3 separate regions of the Mus musculus genome follow, and regions 1 and 2 are each linked to region 3. Evidence: chromatin contacts called from public Hi-C and HiChIP or PLAC-seq data. All regions are on one chromosome and are shown on one strand. Each heading gives the region's core, a stretch centred on a gene start, on an enhancer-like site or on the middle of the called end of the contact. The rest is flanking DNA. Distances are from core to core; before and after follow the strand shown.

Region 1 (4,158 bases), core at 66-2,565, 280 kb before region 3:
TTGGATGCAGGCAGGAGCCACAGAGGCATCCACTATAAACATGTTCCCCCAGCCCCCAAGAATAAAATCTGGAGTCTCACACAAGCTGCACAAACACTTCACAACAGAGCTACACCCCAGTGATACACTTCCTCCAGCAAGGCCTCATCTCTTTTCCAAACAGCCACCAACTAGAGACTAAATATTCAAATTCAAAATATTCAAAATACGTAGGGGATGCCTCATTCAAAGCATCACAGATGCTGAGACTAGCTCCTGGATGGTTCTTAACATTGAAGATTTTAGGGAAGGGTGGTTTAACACTGGTATGTTTTGATATATTTTGCCTTGGTAGCATGTCCATTATGGGACAAGACACCGGGTTTATACATGATCTCAGGTGAGACCACGTCTTAGCAATCTCTCAGAAAGATGGAGACTAGTTACAGTTATGCCACAGAACACCAGAATCTGTATTTACACTGCCCATCTTGCCATCATATCTACCCACTTTTTATTTAACTGGTTTGAGATTCACCAGACACTAGAGCAAGAGTACGGAGAAATACCTTCACCCTCCCAGAAATGCCGTGCTCCACCAGGCCCATGCTAGCTATTTCTGTAGCCAAGGCTTTGTGTTGATTTGATACACAAACCTGCTCATACCAAGACTGGCAAGCAGGTGCCTCCGACAGTGAGATTGCTGAGGTGCCTATAGCCTCGGCCTGGAAGGAAGTGGAGGTGGGGCAGGGGGAACTGATGATGTGGTAAGGCAGACCCCTCCCTCAAGCTTAAGCTACCTTAGGGCTACTTCCAAGAAGAAAAGGCACTACAAAAATCACATATTGCAAAGTAAGGCAGATTAGGTAAAGTGAAGCAAGCAGCAAAGGCCCTGGCTGAGACCTGATGCATAGGAAAGCAACGGGGATGATGCTTTGTTTGATCTGAAGTAAGAAATAAAAGCAACTAATATATGTGTATTTATTTATTTACAAATAAACATTTGCGCTGCTCATTACTAGCCCATGCTGAGGTCCTCTCTCTGCCTCTCAGTGCCCTTCCTCCTTTCTTGCCTCCCTCCCATCTCTTCCTTCCCTTTCTCCCGTCCTCTCTCTGTTCTATTACCCTTTTTTTATAAGCTGGGCACTGATCCAGGAATTGGGAAAGTGGTGGTTGCCAGAGTTTACAGTCTAAATGGATGGTAAGATGAAGTCAATGAATTTGGGAGAGTGATGTACTTCCATGGTCTGTCAGAGGAGGGGACACACACACTGAGCCCAGAACATGGGTCAATTAGGCTTGGAGAGAGCTGACAGGAAATGTTTAATGAGGTCATGAGGCTTGTAAACACTTTGAGGTAGTGCAGAGATAGCACGTCCTCTTTTTTCAGGATTCTACATGCAGGGTGGGGGAAGAGATCATTTTCATCATATTAAGGAAGCATCAATCTATCAATGTTTTAGTGAGAGATTTTATTCAAGAAGTGATCCTGGGGCCAGTGAGATGCCTCAGCAGGAAGAGATTTTCACGGCCAACTCTGACGACCTAAGTTCCATCTCAGAGGTCTCCATGGTGGAAGGAGAAAGCTGATTCCTGAAAACTGTCCTCTGATTTCCACACATGTGCTGCGGTACTTGCATGCACAGACACACACAAAAATTGTAACAATGTAATTGACAAGTGATCCTGAGAATCCTGTAGAAGACTTTCCTCTATAGACCTAGTAATATAGTGAACTGTGTGAGTAATTCTTTCTTTCTCTCTCTCTTTCTTTCTTTCTTTCTTTCTTTCTTTCTTTCTTTCTTTCTTTCTTTCTTTCTTTCTTTCTTTCTTTCTTCCTTCCTTCCTTCCTTCCTTCCTTCCTTCCTTCCTTCCTTCCTTTCTTTCTTTCTTTCTTTCTTTCTTTCTTTCTTTCTTTCTTTTTTAAAATACTGATGTTTTGGGAGCTGGAGAGATGGCTCAGCAGTTAAGATCACTGACTGCTATTCCGGAGGTCCTGAGTTCAAATCTCAGCAATCACTTGGTGGCTCACAACCATCTGTAATGAGATCAGATGCCCTCTTCTGGTGTGTCTGAAAACAGTGACAGTGTGCTCATATACAGAATACATATAAAGTATACATACAAAATACAAATAAAATAAATAAATATTTTTTTAAAAATACTGATGTTTTATTTGAGGCTTTTAAAGCCAAGGCATAGGAATGAGAAAATGTAAGATGAGCTTGGGAGGATGAGAATGAGTTCCAGGCCACACATTTCCACGATGCGCACTGCTTCATAACCAGTCTGGAAGAGGCAGGCATCTCCCAGGGAGGTCTCCCCTCAGGCCACGCTGTGGGGAAGAAACAGCGTCAGGCAACAGTTAATGGAAGGGAGAGAAAGCAGGATGTCTCCCGACTTCCACTGCTCACTAGTCAGTATTTACTCCACGATGTTTAGCTCCCTCAAGCTTGGTTGCTGTGGCTTTGTGGAATGCCAGATGCCACGTCTGTGGTGTGACATTCCATCCAAGCTTAGCAGGAGGAGACAGTCATGTGGATGCTCCGGGATGGAGAGAATCTAGTGAGGTCCACGTGACAGAAAAAACAAAAAACAAAACAAAACAAAAAAACAAAACAAAACAAAACAAAAAAAAAGCCAGTACTAACTGAAGTTGTTTTCTTATTTTCCGGAAGGTGAAATTACAATTCACGATCAAGGTCGCTTGTTAGTGAGTGGTGATTTCAGGATTTGAATACAGTCTAGCTCTGGAAACTGGAAGACACAAGTAGAGAACCTGGGTTCTATGGTGCAGGGAAACCAGAGTCATTGAAGGGTTTCTAGCCAGGGAGTGACATAGTGTAAGACCCCCCGACCCTTGGTCAGTGGTACTTCGAGGTGCCCCCAAGTGAGACACGGAGACACCGATTGATGCAAAAGCAAGAGGCTTATTTTCCGGGCACGTGGGCGTCAACCCTCAATCAGTCCCTTGAGACGAGTGATGAGAAGGTGACCCCGAATGGCTATAACAAGCAGTTTTTATACTTTTTAGGGGCACAGGTTACAGCAGCAAGGATACATTCAAACTTACTGGCTAAGCATATTGACCTTTAAATCTATTGGCTAGCAAGCATGGCATGCATTTGAACTCTACCTGGGACTTTCCAGAGGGTCAGGTGACCATCAGTCAGTACGTACGAGAAATTTTTACTCAAGAATGTTCCTGTGGGTGGAGAATGGAACTTGGCCTAGCCTTGATCCCAGGCGAAAGGGGGAAGCTGTAAGAAGGGCCTGGGACGGGAAAAAGCCCCCAGGGTCCCTGGATGGGATGATAGAGTTTTAAAAGTCCTTGAGCTCCATAGTCCAGTTTCTGCTAATTAGCAGACATTGGTGATCCCTGAGAGAGGGGACTAGAACTGTTTTTTAGGGTCAGGAATCTTCGTGGCTTTATCATCACTTCCTATTTTCCTGTCCCTATTTAAACCTTTACTTATTCTACTGATGCCCTGGTCACAGGGAGCAGGGTTGGAGAATCCAATGGGGGGGAAGAAGCCCTGAAATGGGAGCGGCCAAGAGCAAGAAGACCACCTGCCTTTTCACTGTTGGCCCGAAGGTGTGGGGACCCTAGCATCTGCTGAGGAGTCCTTTGGTGTCATCTGAAATGGATCTCATGGATTAGTGGCCACACTCTGTCTGTGTGGTTGATACTTCACCTCAGTCCTCTACGTCCCCCAAGCCTGTTGGGACAGGGAACAGACACTGCCCAGCCTTCTGTGTTGCCCTTGTGGGACTTCTCTTCTCAGTTTGAGTGTCTGTCTTGTTGACCCAGGGGAGGAGCCCTTAGTGTAAGCTTCTCTAGAGTTGTTTTATGGGCAGAAGGCCTGAAAACTGGACGTCCTCTCCTCCGTGCCTTTCTTGGAGCCCTGGAACTCATTGTGCACTGCATAGCAGCTACGGGTTGCTCACATATGAAAAGGCCTTCCTGGCAATCTGGCTGGATCACAAGTGAGCGTTGGGATGCTAAAGTTAGCCATGCCCGAGGCCCAGCCTGCGGCATCCCAAGGTCATAGTGATTTCTGGGGTGCAACATTTGATCCAGAGAAGGAAGCGTAGCCTGGTTTACAGGAGAGGATAGGCATGGTGCCAGTAACATTTCATGTTTTAATGTAAGTATGGTGGAAGGCATGGTGAGGTATT
Region 2 (3,980 bases), core at 609-3,108, 340 kb before region 3:
GATCCTTTCGGACATTATCTAATTTCTTCAGTGCTTGTTTTTCCTTAGGGTACAAAACAGATTTTTCAAAAGTTAGATTTCTTTCAATGCACAGCACGTCCACACCTCAATTCCTAAAGCTTACTGTGTTAGTGGTTCTACTCTGTCAATGTTGTCACATAGGCAACTTAAAAAGTTTCCCCAAAGTTCGCTCCCTCAAGTCTTACCCTCTTAGAAATGTCATGCTGATATATTACCTCTGCCTACCTTCCATTCTCTATATAGAATGTGTGCTTTAGTTACAAGTAAATTATATATAAGTATGACCCCAATTCACTTGGCATTATTCAAACAGGCAGAATTCAAGATTTCCTATGACATACTAGATATATTTTTCTTTTTAAAGTGGTATTAGGGATCAAATCCAGGGCCTCATGCACACAAAGAAAGCATTCTACCCGAGGTATATCAGTAGCCACAAATAAAAAATTTTAATTTGCCGGGCATGGCGGCGCACTCGGGAGGCAGAGGCAGGTGGATTTCTGAGTTCGAGGCCAGCCTGGTCTACAAAGTGAGTTCCAGGGCATCCAGGGCTATACAGAGAAACCCTGTCTCGAAAAACCAAAACCAAAACAAAACAAAAAAAATTTTAATTTGATTCCATGTGTGTGAATGTGTAATGGACTGAAGATGCCCATGGAGGCCAGAGAGGACACTGGATCCCTTGGAGGCGATTCTGACCAGCTCATTGCTGGTACAAAAAACTAAACTTTGATTCTCTGCAAAAGCAGTATGTGCTCTTAACACCTTAGCTCTCTCCACACTGCCATACATTCTTTTGTAAAATAAGTATTTAGAAATTTTACTCTTGGGCTGGAGAGTTGGCTCAGTGGTTAAGAGCACTTGTTCTTGCAAAGGTTCCGGGTTCAACTCCCAGCACCCACATGGAGGTGCACCACTTCCTTAGATACATAGACATACATGCAGGCAAAAGCACTAATACACACAAAATAAAATAAATCTGGTATTTTATTCTCATTCATGTGTGCATGTGTGTGGATTTCTGTATGTGAGTGCAATGCCTGCAAAGTCCAGAGGGAGTTAAAATTCCCTAAAACTGGAGTCACAGGCAGTTGCGAGCCTCCAAGTGTGGGTGCCATGAACCAAACTGGGGTCCTCTGGAAGAGCACTATGCATTCTTACCCACTGAGCTATCTCTCTAGCATCCCAATAAATTCTTTATAAGTACAAACAAGGGGCTGGAAAGATGACTCCGTGATTAAGAGCACCCGCTGTTCTTACAGAGGACCCAGTGACTCAGTCATCTTTAACTTCAGTTCCAGGGAATCTGACATCCTCTTCTGACCCCATGGGCGCCAGGCACACATACAGTATACATACATACATACAGGCAAAATACATAAATACAGCTAAAAACAATGTTTTTGAAAGCACAGATAGTTGTTTTATTGACATTCTGTTCTCTCAGCATGATATTCCACAGTTCTTTCACTCACACAATCTTTGTCTAGGGTTGAAGGCCCCTGATTAGTATTTTTTAAAAATCCAATCTCTTCCAAAAGTGACTTTGATCAGTTTATAAAACGGATCTACAGCACATGCTCTAAAAACATGGTCAAATGTGCTCCAAAAATAGTGAATGTGAAATCCTCATTGGGGGATCATGAAACAGATTAGACAAGGACCAATTTTTAAAGCAGCATAACAAAAACAATATAAAGTTTATAATAACGAAACTGGCTCATGTGACTACCTTATTTCTCAAAGCTCACAATGGCCAAATTTGAGGAGCTCTGGGATGCTTTAATACACTGAGTCATGCTAGGGTGTAACACTGACTAATGTGCCCACTAGAGTTCATTGCCTTTAAAGGATCTGAAGTTAGACGAATAGGGCTGAGAGTGGGGATGGAATGAGGGCATACTTTTCAATGTGACTCCCGAGCTTTTATCATAAACTAAGAGAAGGGCTAGTTGTGGTAGCATGCCTTTAATTCCAGATCTCCAAGTTTGAGGCTAACTTGGCCTAAATATTTAGTGTCAGACTAGCCAAAACTGCAGTGAGTCCTTGTCTCAAAAACAAAATGGAGAGATGCTAGTGGTTAAAAGTATTTACTGTTCTTTCAGGGGACTAGAGTCCAGTTCTCAGCATCCACATGATGGTTCACAACACTCTGTAACTCCAGTTCCAGAAGATCTGATCTGAAAGCTTGCACACAACATCCCATACTTCTGGAAGGCAACTGAATCTTTTTTTTTTTTTTAAAAAAAGATTTATTTATTATATGTAAGTACATTCTAGTTGTCTTCAGACTCTCAGAAGAGGGCGTTACAGATGGTTGTGGGCCACCATGTGGTTGCTGGAATTTGAACTCAGGACCTTCGGAAGAGCAGTTGGGGCTCTTAACTACGGAGCCATCTCTCCAGCCCCAAGGCAACTGATTCTTAAATAAAAACAATATCTACCTTCCAAACCACTCTGACTAGCTAGTTTAATATAAAAGTTTTAAGTGATACTATACCTGTTGTAAAGCTTTTAAGTCAATTTTCTGCCCTTCTATCTTGGAATAAAATTCATCCACGGCCTTATTTTAAAAAAGAGAGAGAGAGAGACAAACAATTGGCTGTAAGGAAAAAAACAGTCTGGTCTCTACTTTCCTTGCGCACACAGCGTTAGTCTGTTTTCTACCACAGTGCCCTTACTACCTGACCACCTTTCCAGTGACCTATTCTACAACTAACAATCTCAAGAATAAAACTAAGATGGAGTATTGGTCTTATCTTTTAATAAAAATGGCAGTAATTGTTTCTAATAGTTGTACCTATGAGTATGTTGACTTTTAATCAATCCCCAAATTCACAGTGACTGCAAGGCAAGAATATTTTCTGAGTTTCTTTCCTTTCTTCCTTTTCTTTCCTTTGCAGTGTTAAGGATTAAATCCAGGACTTTATGTATACACTCACACTGGGCTACATCCCCAACCCCAAGACAGCATAAACAATTCTTACAACTTATGTCATGCTAACTAGTAAAAACAAACAAACAAACAAAAAATAAAACTAGAAAACTCACCTTGTCAAATGATTCAAATTCTATATATGGACATTGTAAATGCTGAGAAAACAAGAAAGGATGAAACTCCTCATACCTGTAAAGCATTCAAAATATCACAATTAAGAATATTAATCATCCTATAGAGAAACCCTGTCTCAAAAAAACCAACCAACCAACCAACCAACAAACAAACAAATAGAATATTAGTTTTCCTATGAAGCAAACTGGCTCGTGGCCCCACACTTACGTGAGTATGTCTTCAGCTGGTTTATCTGCATCCAGGCTTGGTTTTGCCTCTCTTTTCTGAATTATATAGCCCTAAAAAACAAAAACACTAGGATTACACTCAACTATATTCACAATTAACAAAAGGCTGACTATCTGAATGATATTTTTTCTAGCTAAACTTTTTTTTTTTTTTTTTTGGTTTTCGAGACAGGTTTTCTCTGTGTAGCCCTGGCTGTCCTAGAACTCACTCTGTAGACCAGGCTGGCCTTGAACTCAGAAATCCACCTGCGTCTGCATCCCGAGTGCTGGGATTAAAGGCGTGCGCCACCACGCCCAGCTTCTAGCTAAACATTTGGAATACAGAAGACTAATATTAAAGTACGAGGTAATGTTATGATTGTTTAGCTATGAGGCAATTATAACCCACACATTTTGTTTTCAAGTAATACCAAATTAAAGAATGCTTCTCTAAAATCAATTCAAGACAGACTGTTCTCCTCAGGTCAGTACAGTCTTGCCTATAAATCCAGTACTAGGGAGGCTGCTGTGGAAAATATTGAGTCCTGAGGCCATCCTGGGCTCCACAGCAAGACCTTGAGTCAAAGAAAAACCAAGTGGCTAAGACTGCTTATTGCTCTTCCAGAAGACCCAGGTTCAGGTCCCAGTACCCACAGAACGAGGCTTGCAACCATCTGTTG
Region 3 (4,576 bases), core at 1,388-3,887:
AGTCAACTTTGTTCATTTACATAAGCCAAACCAGCAAGGTGGTGGTGACGAAGCCCTTTAGTCCCAGCACTCTGGAGGCAGAGGCAGGAGGATCTCTGTTAGTTCTAGACCAGCATGGTCTACAGAGTAAGTTCCCAGACAGTCAGGGCTACACAGAGAAACCCTGTCTTGAAAAACCAAACCAGAAGCTGAGTTCTGGAACAGACAAGGCTACAAAAAGGATCCTTGTCTAAAGGAACCAAGTAGATAAAAGTGAAAATCCACCTTTGTATTCTTAGGACCTTGTACGGGGTCAAGCACCTAAGCTGTGTTCAACAGATGGTAAAGGAATACACAAAGCTAAAATACATCACACCACATAAAATATGAATTATTATCAACTAATTTTTTTCTAAAAACATAAATGTTGTCCATGGCATGAACTTCAATTCCATAATGCTAAGTTAATAAATTAATTTTAGCTGCTTTTAACATTCACCACAGAAGATGACATTCCTCTGGATGTGTTTTTTTAATATGCAAAACACTCCATTACTATGAAGTAATATATTATCTACAAACACAACACACAAATGCACAGTTCCAGGACCAAAGCAAGAGATAGGGAATGGATATTAGTTCTGGTTTTATTTCTGATCTACTCTGAAAAATTAAATTTGTATTTATGCACCAAGGATTATGTAGAGTCTAAGCCACCTTTTGCTATCAAAATTACGAATGTGTATATACTTGCATCACATGCCAACAAGGGTCAAGCCGATACACCCATTGCCATTCTGGGAGGTAGAAGGGTTAATTACTATCCACGTATTTCCCCTTTGCGTTTGATTCAAAACAGAATTATCACTATTCAATGTGCTTTCCATTTCCACAGAGTTCTTTTTAAAGACATGATTTGGTGTGTGCCCCCAAGGAAACCAGTAATCACCTCCTTATGAGAATTATGACAATGGAAAATTTGAAATTCTGAAGAATACAAGGAAATGTTTTTACCATTAAAGTGGACTTGTCTTTCCACTCCTAGACATGTATGATGAATTCTTTTTCAAGTGCAGTTGTTGTTGTTAGTGTGAGTCTGTCTGTCTGTCCGTCTGTCTGTCTGTGAGTGTGTACGAGTGTGTGTAGGGAGTCAGTTCTCTCCTTCCCCCCTGGGTTCTGCACATGAACTCAGGAACCCAAAAGGTACTTTTACTCCTTACATCTTACATTCTCCCTCAATTGTGGTATTTTACCTAGTGGAGGTTTCTTATTAAAGTGTGTGTGTGTGATATATGTGTTAGTGGCATGTGTGTGTGTGTGTGTGTGTGTGTGTGTGTGTGTGTGTGTGTGTGGTGAGGGCCTGCATGAAGGCCAGGACAGCTTTGTGGAGTCAGTTCTCCCCTATCACCTTTACGTGGATTCCAGGAATGAAATTCAAGCCATCAAGCTTGTGTTGTTGGACCGCAAATCACCTTCCCTAACGAGTCTCTTGCTGGCCCAGAGCAACAAAGAGAATGGCATAATTACCTAACTTCATATAAGACTAGCACCAACCAATCGGAGACACGCACCCTAGCAATGTATCTAATCTCCAAAGATTGATTAGCAACGAGCCACCTCCCCCCCCCCGCCCGCCCCCGCAACTGTCCCTTAAAAGTGGTTATTGCAAGTCCTCGTCGCTGTGAAGAAACTGACCACATTTTGTGAGGCAATCTTTGTATTCAGGTAAGACTTCTGCAGGAAGTGGGGAGGCGCTTTAGATTCACCCCAAGAGCTGGAGAACGAATACTATGACTCACTGACACTTCACACATGGGAAACACACATCCATATTAGCGAAAACAGCACAGCCTCAACAGGCGAATGGGCGAGCGTAGCAAGCAAGCCGCCCGAGGCGAGCACCCCCAGCCCCAAGAACTTAATTCAAAGTAGCCTCTCGGTCCAAAATTGCGCATTTGTTTTAGAAACGAAAAAAACCAGTGGGACTCTGTGTTGCCAGAATCCAGCCTGAGGACAACGCATTGGTCAACGGCGGAAGTTGCCTGACGAAATGACTGTAAGATGAAATCCAGTTTTATGATCATAACAAAACCTTCCTTCCGGGACCAGGCCAAAAAAGAAAGTTGAGAAAACGTCCTTCGGGATGCAACAGGCAATTAGGAGCGCCCGCAGCCCGGCCAGAGAAGGCTCGGCCGCGGCACGCGGGGCGGGCGCGAGCCGTGCTCCCCGCTCCTCGCTCTCCCCGTTACAAGTTGTGCGAGCTCCGGGCCCGGCCCCCCAGCCCGTCGCCCCGCGGCACCTCCCTCGGCCCCAGCACTGACCTTCCGCAGGGCCGGGACCAATAGTCCCCGCCATTTCGGGCTGTTTTCTTCGCTGAAGAACTCGTAGGGCTGCGGCGCCTGCTGCATGGCCCCGGCCGCAGCGCCTCCGCATCGGAGGCCGGGCCGGTGGCCTGACAGGCAGGGCGCCGGCCGCCTCGCCTCGCCTCGCCCCGGCCGCCGCCTCCCGCCCGGGCCGCAGCTCCGGCCGAGCGCTCGGGGGCGGCGCCGGCGGGCGGGCGTTCGCCGAGGCTTGGCGGCCCCGCAGCCCCGAGGAAGCGCGGCGGCCCGAGGCGTCCTGCTGTCCCCGCGGCGCCGGCCCGCTGGCCCGAGGCTCCTCCTCCTTTGTCTGGGTGCGCAGCGCGGGGCACCGCCGGCCTCGCCCCCGCCCCGACTCCCGCTACGGCCGCGGCGGGCAGACAGCGGCGGCCCGCAGCGTCCTCATCGCCTCCCCCGCCCTCCGCGCAGCCGCCGCTACCGCCGCCGCCGCCGCCGCCGCCACCGCCGGGTCCGCCCGAGTCACCTCCAGAGGGCCCTCGGGGCCGAGCGGGCGCGCGTGTCCGGCGTGCACGGCACTGGCCGCCGCCGCCGCCGCCGCCCCTCCAGCCCCGCCGGCCGCCGCCGAGCGCCCGGTGCCTGCAGCGGCGGCTCGGCTCGGCTCGGCCCCGCGCTCGCTCTCCCGAGTCTCTGGAGAAGACCAGCACGGAGCATGCGCGCCGCCGAGCGGGCCGAGGCGTCTGGTGCGGGGCCCCGGGGCCGGGAGGGTAATCGGTCTCTCCTGGGAACGTGCACGGGGCGGGGTGGCTCTTCCAGACGAACTCGGCAGCGTTCCGAGTCCTGGCAGACAATCCTGATTCGGTACAGCCCTAGGGGACCCCCGAGCCCGTGACTGCAGCTCTGGGAGGCAGAACACAGATGTGGGGAGAAAAGGACATTTGGGCTGATAGGATATTTATTTAACGTGTGCTCTGTGTGGCTCCTTTGTATATTTAGGTGATAGTGGCTATTCATAAAGTCACATTGTAGGGTCATGGGAAGCTCTTAGCGCACGTTGAAGGGCCAGATGACTTCAGTTCGAGGTCTTTCACCTAGAGTCCCTATGGATCAAAAAAAAAAAAAAAAAAAAAGTATCCAAAAACTTTCAGATATTGTTCTTAGGTTAATCATGTTCAAATCCTTTCCACTTAAGGTTCTACAGAACCTGGATCCTGCGATACAGTCACACTAATTAGCATTAAAAAAAAAAAACCTAAAAATCCTCTGTCCCTATGCTTTTTTAAGTTGAAGGGGCATGTACTTTGGAAACTTTTTCACTAACCCAAATTTCATCCCACTAAAATCGCTGAACAGATTGCTCCCAACGGGCTGTAAACAGTCATGCTGCCAGCCACCGAAGTGAGGAAGGGAACAGAAGAACAGACTGGAAAAGATAACTTGTGTAGTAATTTCAGCTCCAGAATCAGTGGGTGAACATTGTTCTCCCCCAAACACAACACCATTTTGACTTCATAAAGTAAAAATGGCAACTAAATACTTAAAGAGATCGGAGGTTTCCGTTTTGTTTTGTTTTTGGTTTCTTTTTTAATCTAAGTATCCACAGTGTTTAAAAAAAAAAAAGTCCTCTGGGGCTGTCGAGGAAAAGGTACCTGCTTCGCTTCCCAAGGCTGACAACCTGCGTTCCACCCCTGGAACCCACGTGAAGGAAAGAACCGGCTTCGCAAGGTTGTTCCCTGACCTGTCTACATCTGAAATGTGGCATATGTGTGTCCTCGCACACGCGTGTGCCTACATAATAACACTAAAGTTGTTTCTAATAAAAGTTCTAAAGTTGTCTTCTAATAAATGGCCATGTTCATAGTCCCATGTACTAAATACACTCTGGTTTATAGAGAAAGCTTATTTTTCCTAAAGTTCCTAGACCCTAGCTATAAAACACGAAGCTGTCAAATTATCAGACTGCAATTGTATTTTCTCATAGGAAAGTCATTGGTGGGAAGTTTTATTCTTGGCAAAGGCTATTGGAAGGCTCCCCTGAGCTTAATCTGGCCTGAAGATGTATTTGTTTCGCCAAGTATTAAGAATTTTTAATTGGTATTACCATTTTAAAGTCGATAGCTTTTTTTTTTTCTTGTCTATTTCCAGCTTCTCTTGACAAAGATCTGGCAACAACGTGGCCTACTGCATCTATGCAAAGAAACGAGCAGGCAGTGCAGAGGCCGTCCTCTTTATAGAAGTGTGCCACCCATTTCCAGTTGGCTGTCCTCCCGATCTGGCACCGT

The links. A called contact is a pair of places that touch in the nucleus more often than the background predicts. HiChIP or PLAC-seq counts read pairs in DNA pulled down with a chosen protein or histone mark.
Region 1: a contact with region 3 is called in an H3K4me3 HiChIP or PLAC-seq map of bone marrow-derived macrophages, with 4 times the contacts expected there. The contact joins the enhancer-like site here to the promoter of Sos2 in region 3. A contact is called at or near these places in 3 of 39 promoter capture datasets (the HPC-7 cell line, liver and macrophages), 1 of 484 Hi-C or Micro-C datasets (bone marrow-derived macrophages), 7 of 115 datasets of contacts at active chromatin or transcription factors (CD8 T cells, bone marrow-derived macrophages, effector CD8 T cells and 3 more) and 3 of 9 other capture datasets (adipose tissue, embryonic stem cells and macrophages).
Region 2: a Hi-C map of embryonic fibroblasts shows a contact between it and region 3, with 2.0 times the contacts expected there. The contact joins the enhancer-like site here to the promoter of Sos2 in region 3. A contact is called at or near these places in 19 of 39 promoter capture datasets (the C10 cell line, the HPC-7 cell line, the SN4741 cell line and 12 more), 2 of 15 datasets of contacts at CTCF or cohesin (large pre-B cells and pro-B cells), 120 of 484 Hi-C or Micro-C datasets (the 3T3-L1 cell line, the 63-12 cell line, the AML12 cell line and 65 more), 47 of 115 datasets of contacts at active chromatin or transcription factors (the 230-238 cell line, CD8 T cells, DN3 thymocytes and 33 more) and 5 of 9 other capture datasets (adipose tissue, embryonic stem cells, liver and 2 more).

Annotation. Positions count from the first base shown.
Region 1 is chr12:69,399,871-69,404,028 of GRCm38.p6, forward strand. No RefSeq gene overlaps it. Among named protein-coding and RNA genes, the nearest start is that of Arf6, 30 kb to the left of the region's middle. Within about 2 kb of position 1,316, at least 32 of the 459 cell types and tissues checked have an H3K27ac peak or open chromatin away from gene starts, as enhancers often do. A contact at or near this core is called in the HPC-7 cell line and bone marrow-derived macrophages, where this site is marked.
Region 2 is chr12:69,341,608-69,345,587 of GRCm38.p6, forward strand. It overlaps Nemf (nuclear export mediator factor), which reads right to left. Exons shown (of 33, transcript NM_025441.3): 9 at 3,302-3,372; 10 at 3,073-3,148; 11 at 2,522-2,584; 12 at 1-43. Among named protein-coding and RNA genes, the nearest start is that of Nemf, 14 kb to the right of the region's middle. Within about 2 kb of position 1,859, at least 16 of the 459 cell types and tissues checked have an H3K27ac peak or open chromatin away from gene starts, as enhancers often do. A contact at or near this core is called in the C2C12 cell line, the NIH/3T3 cell line, a colorectal cancer cell line and 2 more, where this site is marked.
Region 3 is chr12:69,679,215-69,683,790 of GRCm38.p6, forward strand. Sos2 (SOS Ras/Rho guanine nucleotide exchange factor 2) reads right to left here and starts at 2,638. Exons shown (of 23, transcript NM_001135559.1): 1 at 2,301-2,638. The coding sequence starts at 2,387.